2 separate regions of the Mus musculus genome follow, and region 1 is linked to region 2. A link is a contact called in public promoter capture Hi-C data. All regions are on one chromosome and are shown on one strand. The core of a region is the stretch at or near the end of the contact, and the rest is flanking DNA. Distances in the headings are between cores, read along the strand shown.

Region 1 (5,835 bases), core at 129-2,628, 780 kb after region 2:
TATCGTCCACCCCAGAACTACATTCTCAGCCCTATTTTTAATTTTTGAGTTGGGATCTTCATATTTTTAACCAAGCTGCTCTTGAACTTTCCAGGTAGCCCCCAGGGAGGCCTTGAACTTGCCACCCTCTTGGCCTAGCATACTGAAGAGCTGGGGTTGCAAGTGAAAGATTTCTATATCTTGTTACCATCATTTTCCTGGATCATTTCAAGTATACTCACAGAATTTGGGTCTGAGGACACATTCAGATATTTTCTCCAGTGGAGTGTGTGTGTGTGTAACTGCATGTTTGTCAAGTCCTGTTCTCTTCTCTTGCTTTTACATAGCCACCTATGTAAGACTATCTCTGGTTTACACTTCCCTTAACATACTTAATTAAACAGAGTCCAGAATCAGCAAATTCAAGAGAAGTGTGAGATTTTTTAATGGATGGAGTTCCTTGTTTCATTAATTTCAACTTTTCACGATTCAAAGTTGGTGTTTTTGTGTGCATATCACCTGTCATAATGAGATTCAGAATAATTTTGGGGCCATATTCCTTCCCACTTTCCTTAACTGACTATAAATTTGGAAGACTATCTTCCACATTGTGCAGAGAACTGAGGTGGGCGTTGGCCAGGTTTCCTCTCTGGTTGGGGGGAAATTTGCTCTCCCGCGGTCCATCATTCTATGACTTCCTGGCAGCTGGAGGGTTTCTGTCTAAAATTTACCAATAACTAAATATAAATAAAATAAAATTGTTAAAGCTACCAAGAGATGAAAGAAAGCGTTTCCTGGGGAAGTCCCAGAGATTTCCTCTGCCTGTTTCTCCCCTAGCATCCATGGTCTCTGCGCATCAGATAGCAAGAATCAGGTTTCTGCTCTCCACACCTCAAACCTCCCTGTTGCCTGCCCCCTCCCATCCCCCCAAAACACACACCTGCCACCCCTTGACTGTTTAAAAGCCCTTGAGCTGGCGCATCCCTGCCGAGCTCCTCTGCAGCTTCCATCCACCTGGCGTGTGGTGCGGAAGAGATGGATAAATGGGATCTGGAGTGCATTTTGCCAGTGCAATAGGAAGTGATCGCTCCTGCAATGAATCAAATCAGACTCTTTCTCTCTCTTCCCCTCCCTCCTTCCTTTGCTTTTCCAGACAGGGCGCCATCCCAGCTAACTTTCCCCTCACCCAACAATGCACACCAAGGGGGAACACACCCGAAGCCCAGGCGATGCCATCCTCGGGGCCTGTGCGTCCGAGGCCCCGGCACTCCTCCCGCCCTGGCAGAGGCCTCGGCTGGGCGCCCAGCAGCGACCAGGAAGGTCGGAGGGAGGGTGCGCTCCTCCCGCCCCACACCCAGTTTCTGAGCCGGATATATAGAGAGTCACGTTTGGGAGCCGGGAGAGCAGAGGCGCGGTTCAGAAAAGCTCGAGTGCCTCCTTCATCTCCGGGAGGACCGTGACCACCAGCCGGCAAGTCAACCGCACTGAAGCAGCAGGTACCACAAGGAAGAGAGCGGGGCGGGGAGGCCAGAAGGTTAGGCTAGGGGGACCTGAGGACTGTGGCTGTAAAGCAGGCAGGCACTAGGAGAAAAGCGGTGGCCCTGCCTCGCGTCCCTGGCCACTCACAGTCCTCCAGAGTCCTGTAGGCTCTAGGTATCTCTGAGTCTGCTAGGTGAGATGCACAGCCATTGGAAAACTGGGAAGGGCTGAGCAAGGTGAACATGGGAACCTCTCAGTAGTAACTGGGGACCAAGGTACAGGGGTATCTGGCTGGTCCCACCCAAGCCTTCCTAGTTCAGGAGCTACTCCTAGAGACAGCATATATTTCCAGGCCACATGTACAATGCTCCCTTTTCATGTCCTCCCTTACCCACTAGCTCACCTCAGGCTGTGAGTATCCAGACCCTTACTTAGAGATTCTTCAGGGTCATAAACCCCAGGGTGAAGTAGGCTTCAGTGACCAAATAGGTCTGTCCCTGATCAGAAGTTTCTGACTTCCTCCAGTGACTTGGGCATCATGAAGAGAACAAGAGGGGTAGGTGTCAGGGCCTCCAGCTAGGACAGGTGGCTTAAGGAAGGCTGTTCACACACCTCTGGGGGTGAGATTGCAGTCAGTATAATTTATGCCCATCCTAAGAATGCCTTGCCCCTGTCAGGCTCCTGACCCCAGTCTCCTTCCTGTCTCCTTTTGGGGTAAGATAATGAACACTTTTTGTTCCATACATTATTTACCTACTGTTGAGCTATCGTGATTATTATCTCTTTATCTGTAAGACTCTGGCTACCTTTTGAGTCATGCCGAGTGAATGCTCCATCGTTTGTGAGCAAGGAACCAAGTGAGCAGGAAACTCAATAGGGTTGTGTGCTTCTGCTTGTTTGTGGCCGTCTCCAGAGTTTGACATTGCAAATGGAAGTGTAAGACTCAGCCTGTAGCCCCACAGTTTGTCTCTCTGCTTCTCCATCTATGTGATCTGGAGAGTTGACTTGGGGTCATAGTTATTCTAAGTCATAAAATAGGGCAAAGAGATTAAATAAATTTTAAGGCGTCTTATAAACTGCACAGGTATTCATTTCAGCAAACTTCACATCTTGGACTTTGGCAGTGTCTAGAGATAACCAAGAGGTTTCTCCTGACCAAACTTCAAGGACAGTGATTTCGTTCATAGTGTTTCTAAAGACCTGTGTCTTACTCTTTATTTCCTTTATTCTAAGGGCATCTTCCACTCCTATCTCAAGGGATTCCCCCCCGCCCCCATCACTCCAAATGGTAATATTAGGCTACAATTGTCTGTCAGAGAGAAGCAGGTCACAGTGTGCTGGTCAGCATCAACACCATCAGGGGAGGATTGGTGATGGTGAACTCCCCCAAGGAAACAAAATATGATCCAGCTTCTGAAGAGGGACTGCTTCAGAGGGGCTGAGAAGTCTGTGTGTATCACTTTGGTTTCTCAAGACCATAGACATTTTGAGGACTGCAGAGATGGTTCAGGGGTTAGAAGTCTTTGCTGCTTGTCTGAGTTAGAGTTACTATTGCTATGAAGAGATACATGACCACTGCGACTCTTATAAAGGGAAACATTTAATTGGGGCTGGCTTTCAGGCTCAGAGGTTTAGTCCATTATGGTCATGGCAGAAAACATGGCAGTGTGCAGGTAGACACAGTGCTGGTGAAGGAGCTGAGAGTTCTAAGTCTGGCCACAGGAAGGGAAAGTGACACTGGACCTGGCTTGAACACTTGAAACCCAAAGCTCACCCTCAGCGACACACTTCCTCCGTGGCCATACCTCCCAATCCCACTCCCTAAGCATTTCAAATATGAGTCTGTGGAAGCCGTTCTTATTCAAACCACCACACTGCTCTGGCACAGGACCTGAGTTTTCAATTCCTAGCACTTATGTGGTGGCTTACAACCATCCATAACTCCAGTTTTAGAGTATTCCCTCTTCTGGTCTGTCTGGGCACCTGGCATTATTGTCAGTATATGTGCATGCATGCAGGCAATGTACTCATACATATAACATAAAGAAATTTAGATAAATAAAAATGAAATGTTTTTAAAAAAAAAAGAATAGCAACATTTGATCAGCCTTAAGAATTCATGTTTCAATCCATTCATTCATTTTTTGACAGGGTGTCATGTAGCCCAGGCTGATCTTGAACTTGCTATGTAGCTTAAATTATCTTGAAAAAGATATATATATATAGTCACCTTCTTGCTTCTACTTCTGGAGTACTGACATTAAAGGCATGCATCACCATGCCCAGTTTATGCAGTGCTGAGGGTGAATCCAGGGCTTCTGTGCACTAGGCAAGCTTTCTCCCAGCCGAGCTGCATCTCCAGGCCCAAAAGATTTAACAAGCATCATTGCAAGAGGACCATACCAGAGACCACCAGCCTACTTGCTCCCACCAGCATGACCTGACGCTGGGGCTCTATGGGAACACTTACTAGTGGTAAGCATGCATATTTCATGTTTGTGTTGTTCACAGACCATTCTAAGTACCTGATTAAAAGGGATAGAATATGAAATACACTTGCAGAAGGTCACAGCTTTCTGGCATGCAAACATCCACATTTCATGCCTTCAGCCAGTCTTCATGGGATCAGCTTTGCGAAGTTCAGACTCAAAAATTGAGCTGAGCTCCACAGCTAGAATTTCAAATAACTTTTTAGATGTCTATGAGCAACATAAAACATGAAGCGTTAACCTTGGAGCCATTGCTATGATCTTAATAAGAGGCTTCACATCATAATTTCATACTGGGTTCCCATTATCCCCTGACCCCAAATCGACAGCCCATTCTAGAGCTTACTCAGTAGTGGAGTTTCCTCATATCAACCCTAATTCAAGTGAGTTCTCTGTAAAGACTAATGTTAACCTGTCACTTGCCCAAGCACAGATAACTTCCTGGAATACTGGGGGGTCTGTGATTCTTGTGAGAGAGCAAGTCATATGTTTTCATTTCAATAAACAAGGTTGGTTTTCATTTCAATAAACAAGGTTGGTTGCCTCAACGGTTCAGGATGCGCCTCATCACATGGAGATGCACAGGCAGGAGGTACATCAGAATGCATGCTTACCCCGGACTGGAAGAAAGCAGAAAGTACCACAGCCTTGTGGTGTTTGCCTTTATGAGCACTGGCTGATCTAAAATCAGAGTCATTTTCTAAGAATCCCAGGTATGGACCTGGGCAATGTTCATCTTCCCGGCCAGTACTAAATAAAGCTTGCTTTAACTGGATAATTGTAGAAGTGGGCTTTCTCCTCCAGAATTTTTTTAAAGCTGCTTCCTTGGGTTTCTTTGAACGCATCATTAAGCTTTTCTTTATCTCCGTTTCTTTACTAGCATGAGCAGGACAATTTATCGTAAAGGTATCTGTATTATCTTTGGGCAAAGGAGAGATCATTAAACCATGCATGGTACATACGAGTAACAGCACTCAGGTGGTGGAAGCAGCAGGATGAGGCGGGTAAGGCTATCCTCTACTACACAAGAGGATCTAGGTCAACCAGACTAGACTGAGAATGGAGTGAGATAAGAGTTCCAGGTGAGCCCACCGCCTTAAACAGTTTCACGCTGTGTCGGTATGAAGGGATCCTAGTTACTACAGGATTTAGAAGTAGTTTTAGGAGTATTGATCAAGCTCCTTTAAGGTGTTGTGCAAACTATGGACCCCTTATATCTTGGTAATAAGAAGAATCAAATGAAAAATGGCTAAGTAATGGGTTTGATGTTTTAGCTATTAATTAGATGTTACATGTACAAGTCTGGAATTGTGAACCGAATGCCACGGACAACTTCTTGGAAGACGCTTGCTAAGCTGAACCAGTGCTTGGGTCTAGCTCATCCGCACACCTAGCAGTGACTGAACAGCAAGTCACTGGATAATATTTTCTTTAGTTGTGTTGGTATCTTCTTTGAATCATTTAATTTTGAAAATCCATGCACTTGATGGATTAAAATCTTGACTGAGTTACCTTTTAAATATCTAAGAGCTGTCAATCAATTCAAATCAGGGCCATTTTCTTCGAATTCCAGGTATGGACCTGGGCAGTGTTCATTTTCCTGACCAGTACTAAATAAAGCTTGCTTTAATTGGATAATTGTGGAAGTGACCCAGCTTATCCCTTACCAGGCTGTCCTTTGTAACTCTTGTGCCTACTAAGGAGGAACTTAGGAACCCTCTCCCTTCTCTCTGGTGTGAGACTTTTTCCCTTCTTCCACAGAGCTTCCTCAAGCATTGGGTCTGCTTTAGTGGAGACCATTGAAGGGTTTTCAGCCAGAAGCTCTGCTGATCTATATTTTAAGAAAGAAAATCTACACAAAGCCAATAAGGAGAAGGGACTGGAGGAA
Region 2 (6,060 bases), core at 693-3,192:
GACATGTCTAAAGTAATTTCATTTAAAGATTTTCTGCCGAACTAATAAGAATAGACCAGAAGCAGGCGCTGAACAGTCGCCTTTTTGTATACCCTCGGGAGTTTACAAGAAGCACCAGGAACCTGACTGTAAATATTAGGTAGATATTGCTGCTTCTCTTGTGAGGTGAGCAAGTCCTCCTAATGCCTTCTCCAGAGCCAAACGACTCATTTCTTAAACTTTATGGTTTTCCCATCTTGAACAGAGTCTGTGCTAAGAGAGCAGCCCTAGACGGTATTACATCGACATCGATGAGACAGACAGATTCAAGCATGCCTACTACTTCCCAAACACTGCGGCGATATTTTGCTGGTGTTCTTAGATGTATTCTTATCTCAAAGTCAAAATCACTCTTTAAGAAATCAAAAACTCAACCACCAGCTGAGAATGCCGAACTACAAGCTTTCAGACCACAATGCAAATATTTCGACTCCGGATTAAAGAACCGTTAGCAATAATTCCAGGAAAAAGAAAGTTTCCACGCCTAAAGTCCATTTTGGAGACAAGCACACCCGCCTTCCTGAATGGTATCGATACTAAAGTTGGACGTTTGCCATTAAAAAGTTGTTACTACTAAATTATATAATATGCTTTGTTATGTAACACAGTCCTGTTTTATATGCTTAAAATTATGTCATTCATAATAAAACTAGACACAACGTTTTTGCTTTTCACACACAGACTGCCACCCACATTTAGACATATCCACTCGCTTGTGTGCGCGCACACACACACACAGACACAGACACACAGACACACACACAGACACACACACAGACACACACAGACACACACAGACACACACAGAGGCACACAGACAGTTCCTGAATCCCCCAGTTTCCTGCTGAGTTTCAGAACCTCTCGGTGGATAAAGTAACTTTGGTGGTTCCCTGCAGACAGATATCTTGCCGGCCCAGGTTCTGAAAAAGACTCCCTCTTATGGAAAGGCACATCAAACTTGTTTCGTGCCTGTCCATTTTGGGGTCTCACCAGCTCTCTAGATGGCTTTCCTGGGCTCAGCCCCTTGCTAGCAGGTACCCCGTGACTGTGTCCAACTCAGGTTGGGACCATCAGGGACCCCTAGGCTTCCTCAGCATCGCCCGCCTCAGCTGGCGCTGGTCTTCCCCACCCCTCACCCCAGGAGGAAGACCGGTACTTACAGCCTGCGGCCAAGCCCCTCCACCGAACGCCCGCGGGAGGGCACGGAGTAGCTGAGCAGGAATACCAGGACACTCCACTGCTGAACCAGCCTCCGCAGCATCGTGCCGCTCGCTGGCTCTGGGGACCTGCAAGAGTGGAACCCGAGGGTCAGTCCCGGCTCTCCATCTCTTCCTCGCACTGCCCCGCTCCCTCTTTTGGAACCCCGTGGCTTCCCAACAGCCACTCCAAAGTCGAGGGCATCTCACAAGTTAGGAGGAAAAAAGAAAACAAGAAAAAGAAAGCAAAAAAGTGTCTCCGAGCCCCTGAGCACTTACTTGTGTAGGAATCAGCGCCTCTAACTGCGCCTCTCTCAAACCGCACAGGCAAAAAGGGACCCGAGAGGGGAAAAAGCAATCAGAGAGCTTCCTCTGAAAGAAGAGCGAAAACCGGGCGTTTTACATAGGCGTCGGGGATGCGTGGCGCGTTGCTGTGGCTCCCATAGCAATGTCTAATTAGTCTTGGCGGCAGCACTCTGGGTCGTGGGGCAGGTCAAACCCCTCTTCAAACGCGGGTGTTCCTCAGGAGTCAGCTGTCCTGCGCACCGGGCCTCTGGGTGCACAGCCACTTGCGGCAGAGCGCGTATATATACATAGCTGTCGGTCTACCTCCTTCGGTGGGCTGGTTGCTTCCGGAAAGTTGATTCCACAACGCCCTTGAACAAGTTGCAGGCGCGCGTGTCGTGGATGCGAGGGCCAGGTGGCCGCGAGGGCGGGTTCCGGCAGCGGGGCGGAGCGGCCCAGCTGGGGCGGCGCAGGTTGGAGAGTAGCTGTGAGCCCAGCCCTGGAAGGTTCACACGCTCCGGGGCCAACCTGCTGAGAAGTGAGCGAGTCGCAAAGAGGTGGCGCCCGAGGAACGCGCGCCGGCGGAGCAGGCAGGGGTGAGCGGGCCGGCGGGGGCGGGGAGCACAGGGGAGCCCGGAGCCACGGAGCCCCACCCCAGTCCTGGCCCGCGTGGGCCGATCTGACGCTCTCCTCCTCCTGAACCGGCCTGCTGTCGCCTGAGTGGCAGGTCCAGGAGTCCAGGTCCCTACAAACAGCAAGGAGGAACCCCGGGTGGCCTGAGAATCCCAAGAGTCCCAAGCTCGCTTGCAAGCTCGCATTGCACTGCATTCCTGCCTGGTGTGGCCTTCTCCTGGGGAGGGGACTAAACCTAGCACCCAGAAGAGCAAAGGCGATTTTGGGTCTTACTGTTTGGGAAGGGTTGGGGACATCACGTCTGGAGCAGGTCCTAGAACGGGTGTGTGAGCAAGGAAGAAGACCCACTTTGTGATCACAGACGACCTGGAATGCGCAGAGTCCTTCTTTCTCACCTTCTTCTGATAACCTACTCTATGTCCTGATAAAGATTCACTGAGTGCCCATTTGCTTCAGCTTCTCAGTGCTGCTGGGCAGGGAGTGGGGGTGGGGGGTGGGGGAGAAAGTTGTGAGTTACTGATTGTGGGTCTAGAGGTGTGTGTGTGTGTGTGTGTGTGTGTGTGTGTGTGTGTGTGTGTGTGAATACTAGTTTCCCCCCAGGTCCTAGATCACGCTGAAATGAACATGGGAACCACTCAAAGAAGTTTGCCTTCTAGACAATACTGCTGGAAAATTTCATCTGACTCTCTAGGAGGCTAGTGTCACTCAAAGACCTTTGTCAGACCTGGGCTGTGATGCTCTACAGACTTCTGGGGTGGGTACTCCTAGGACTTCTCACCCCTCCCCTCCCCTAAGCCTTGCTGCTCGCCAGCAGTTAAAGCTTTCAGCTGTCTTGGGCGGGGTTCCCTCTCATCAGAAGCCCTTGTCTCTTTCCCTTGATTCCTTTAAACTTCATACTTGTAAAAAAAAAAAAAAAGTTGGCTTCTTCCCACCTTAAAAAGAAACCCGGGAATTTCCATAACGTCCTTTAAGTGGTTAAGAATTTGTAACTGTTAGACATGTTTACATGGCACGAAAAGAGAAAGTTTGAACCTGTGACACTCTGTGATAACCCTTCCCCAAAGATGCTGGAGCCCTAATTGATCTGGAGTGGGGAGCCCCATGAGAGGAAAAGAAGGGACTCACAAAGCAACCATTCTGCTGCGTTTCCTGAGACTTGCTTAACGTTAAACATGATATTTGCTTCACCACCAAGAAAAAAAAATCCAAAGGTACTTTGCCAAGTCTCAAATTACTTTGACTTAAAAATACTCCCCCAATAAAAGGCTGAAACAAAAACTAGACACACTGTGCGTTTAAGGCTGGAATCTATACACTACTTTGATTGATGTTGTTTTTTTCCTAATTAGACAAAATTGACCCTCCTTTCCCCCTTTTCCTTTCTCTACCCCATCACCCACCATCTTTTCTGAGGCTAATGGAAAAACATCATCCATTTTAAAAGAATTTCCTCTCCTGGAAACACAAAGAGAAACTATAGAGAAACTATGGACAATGAGGAATAAGTAGCTTTATCTCCTCAGAATTAAACACTTTCTCATGCTGTGTTACTTCACTTTTTCCTTGAGTCACAAGCTCCTCCACATTCTGACCAAGGAAGGGACATCCTGTCAGTCTCATTCAGAAATATTTGTTTTGTAAAATCAAGTCTTTAATGAATGAAAAGCTTTGTGTAAGTGGTCTTTTCCGTTGTGAGGAAGCAGGTCCTGCTCCAGGCAGACCGAGTTCCTTTCTTGATGTAGAAATTATCTTTAGTGTCAGCCTCCGATTCTTTGCCTTGGCTGCAAAGGGTGTTTTATGACATCATAATCTAGATTACGATCTTGCTAAGGTCACAAGGCAGCAAGGAAACAAAGTGGGGACCCAACCCCCAGGCTTATGAACAGGTCACGTGATTGATCAGGTGACAGGTTTGCTTAGGCTCCCTGTCACACAAGCGCACCTTGACAAGCAAGAGGTTCTGAAGGTCTGCCTCTGCCAGTCCACACTCATGGGAATGCTGAGCTCACGAGCAGTGTCTAGGTTCCCTACTCTGTAAATGATGGTTTTCAAAATCCAGCTTTCAAGGAGGGGCCTCGCACCCATAAGTTCACGGTGGTCACCAGTTTATAGGTATTACCCGCGTGTTTCCTCTATGGAGAGAAGCTAGTGGAAAACTCAAAGTTTTGTATTCTGTACTTCCTCTGTCTTCCTTTTGAGCCAAACAATAAGCAAAGAAATAAACATTTGATTTATGCGTTTGAGTAATGCTTTGGACTAGCCACCAATTCTCACATCTGTCTGCCAGTAGCTCCAAGTCAGGTCTCCAAAATTCCACAAAACCAAACAAATGTACACATCCTTTCTCTCCTCTGGTCACTTGGCTGTTGACAAAAGTTACCCCTTCGAGTAGCATCCACGCTTGATTCTGTGGGATCACAGCTCCGATGACTCGCCCACTGAGGCAGGAGGAGAAGGCTAGGGCTCAAGGCTGCCAAAAAGAAAGGGAATAAGGCTTGAACATCCATAGAGGAGGAAGTCGCCTGCTCATGATCAGCTTGTGGTTAAGTGAGGCTAAAACTCTGCTAATACCTGGAACGCCACTCCAGGGAGGGGCTGAAGAGTGTGCCAGGCTGCTGAGATCCTCCTGTGACCAGAAAAGTGGACCCCACACTTTTCCACATCCATTTAAACCTTGGAAATGCTCTGCTTTCTCCAAACATGACCTGAAAACCCAGCTAGGAGATGCTTTTCAGAGCCCAAGATGATTTGAGATACAAAGGTCTTAGGAAAATGGGTTCTCTAGGTCCCACACTTGTGTACCCTCATTCCCATGGCTAGCAGGAAATATCTGAGGAGAAGGAGGAAGGGAGGGAGGGAAGGAGACAGGGTGGGAGGGAAGGACAAAGGGAGGGGAACAGAGAACATCATTTGGGCTGCTGCTCACTAGAAGCCTTTTGCTGAGTCAAGTTCTTGGCTCCCTTGAGCAGACAGCTCTGGACTTGCATGTGACCACAAATAGGATTCAAAGACACCCCCTGTTCAAAGGACAGTCACACCGTCATCACATCTCTTGCCCTGCTGCAGAAAGTTCTAGCTGTGGTCCAGTTCCATATGAGCTGCCTAGAAGGTGGCATCCCCGGGTGAGACTGGGACCTTGGAGCATTTACTTCTTTATCCCATTGTCCTCCCAGTCCCCTGGTAAAACCAGTCACCTTGCAGTCCCTCCTTGGGGCAGCCCCTGCACTAGGTATCTGCTTTCTCAGGCAGAAAGACTTCTGGACATGGGAAGGTAGGTGAGGCTTTGCATCTGTTTTGTTTTGAGCAGCTCATTGTATGGTTCTGGGACCTGCCTGCTTTTTCAGTTTGTCAGAACTAAGGCCATGACAGTGCATAGCCTCTCTTTTGGATCCCTTTGACTTTGTGGGCCAAATATAGCAAGAAGAGGCCAAGGGTACTTGGGAAATCATCTAGGGTAGGGAGAGTTATTACAGCAGCAGAGTGGCTGAGTGCTTGCATCCCCATTTCCAGGAAGGGGGCAAGTTTGACTTTCATGGATCTTAGACTAAATGGAAGCTTTAGGAGCCTGGGTCCTCTTACCTTCATTTACCCAACATTCCTGGGCTTTCTTGGCTATGCCTCCTAAGCTTCTAGACTCCCCATGGCCAAAGATTTGCCCCAAGCAGAAGAAATGAGGCGTTGTTCCTCTATTGCATCTTACAAAGGGGTGGGGAATGTTGGGTGCCTGGTAATGGCACAGCTCTTAGAGAGTCACTAGCCTAATGCATGGGTGGCCCTCTGTTTCTCCCAGAGAAGATTTGGGGGAGCAATGTGACTCAGGGACAGGGGCTCAGGATATTCTCCACATCCTCTGAGATGGGCTGTCTTGCTCCAAGTTAGAAGTGTAATAAGCCCCACAGAGATAGTG

Evidence for each region. Promoter capture Hi-C pulls out the DNA fragments that hold promoters and counts their contacts.
Region 1: a contact with region 2 is called in a promoter capture Hi-C map of liver, with 8 times the contacts expected there. The contact joins the promoter of Far2 here to the promoter of Pthlh in region 2. A contact is called at or near these places in 18 of 39 promoter capture datasets (the 3T3-L1 cell line, 3T3-L1-derived adipocytes, HPC-7-derived erythroid cells and 10 more) and 1 of 9 other capture datasets (embryonic stem cells).

Annotation. Positions count from the first base shown.
Region 1 is chr6:148,046,038-148,051,872 of GRCm38.p6, forward strand. It overlaps Far2 (fatty acyl CoA reductase 2), which reads left to right and starts at 1,379. Exons shown (of 12, transcript NM_001347516.1): 1 at 1,379-1,475.
Region 2 is chr6:147,262,071-147,268,130 of GRCm38.p6, forward strand. It overlaps Pthlh (parathyroid hormone-like peptide), which reads right to left and starts at 1,943. Exons shown (of 4, transcript NM_008970.4): 1 at 1,515-1,943; 2 at 1,200-1,325. The coding sequence starts at 1,300.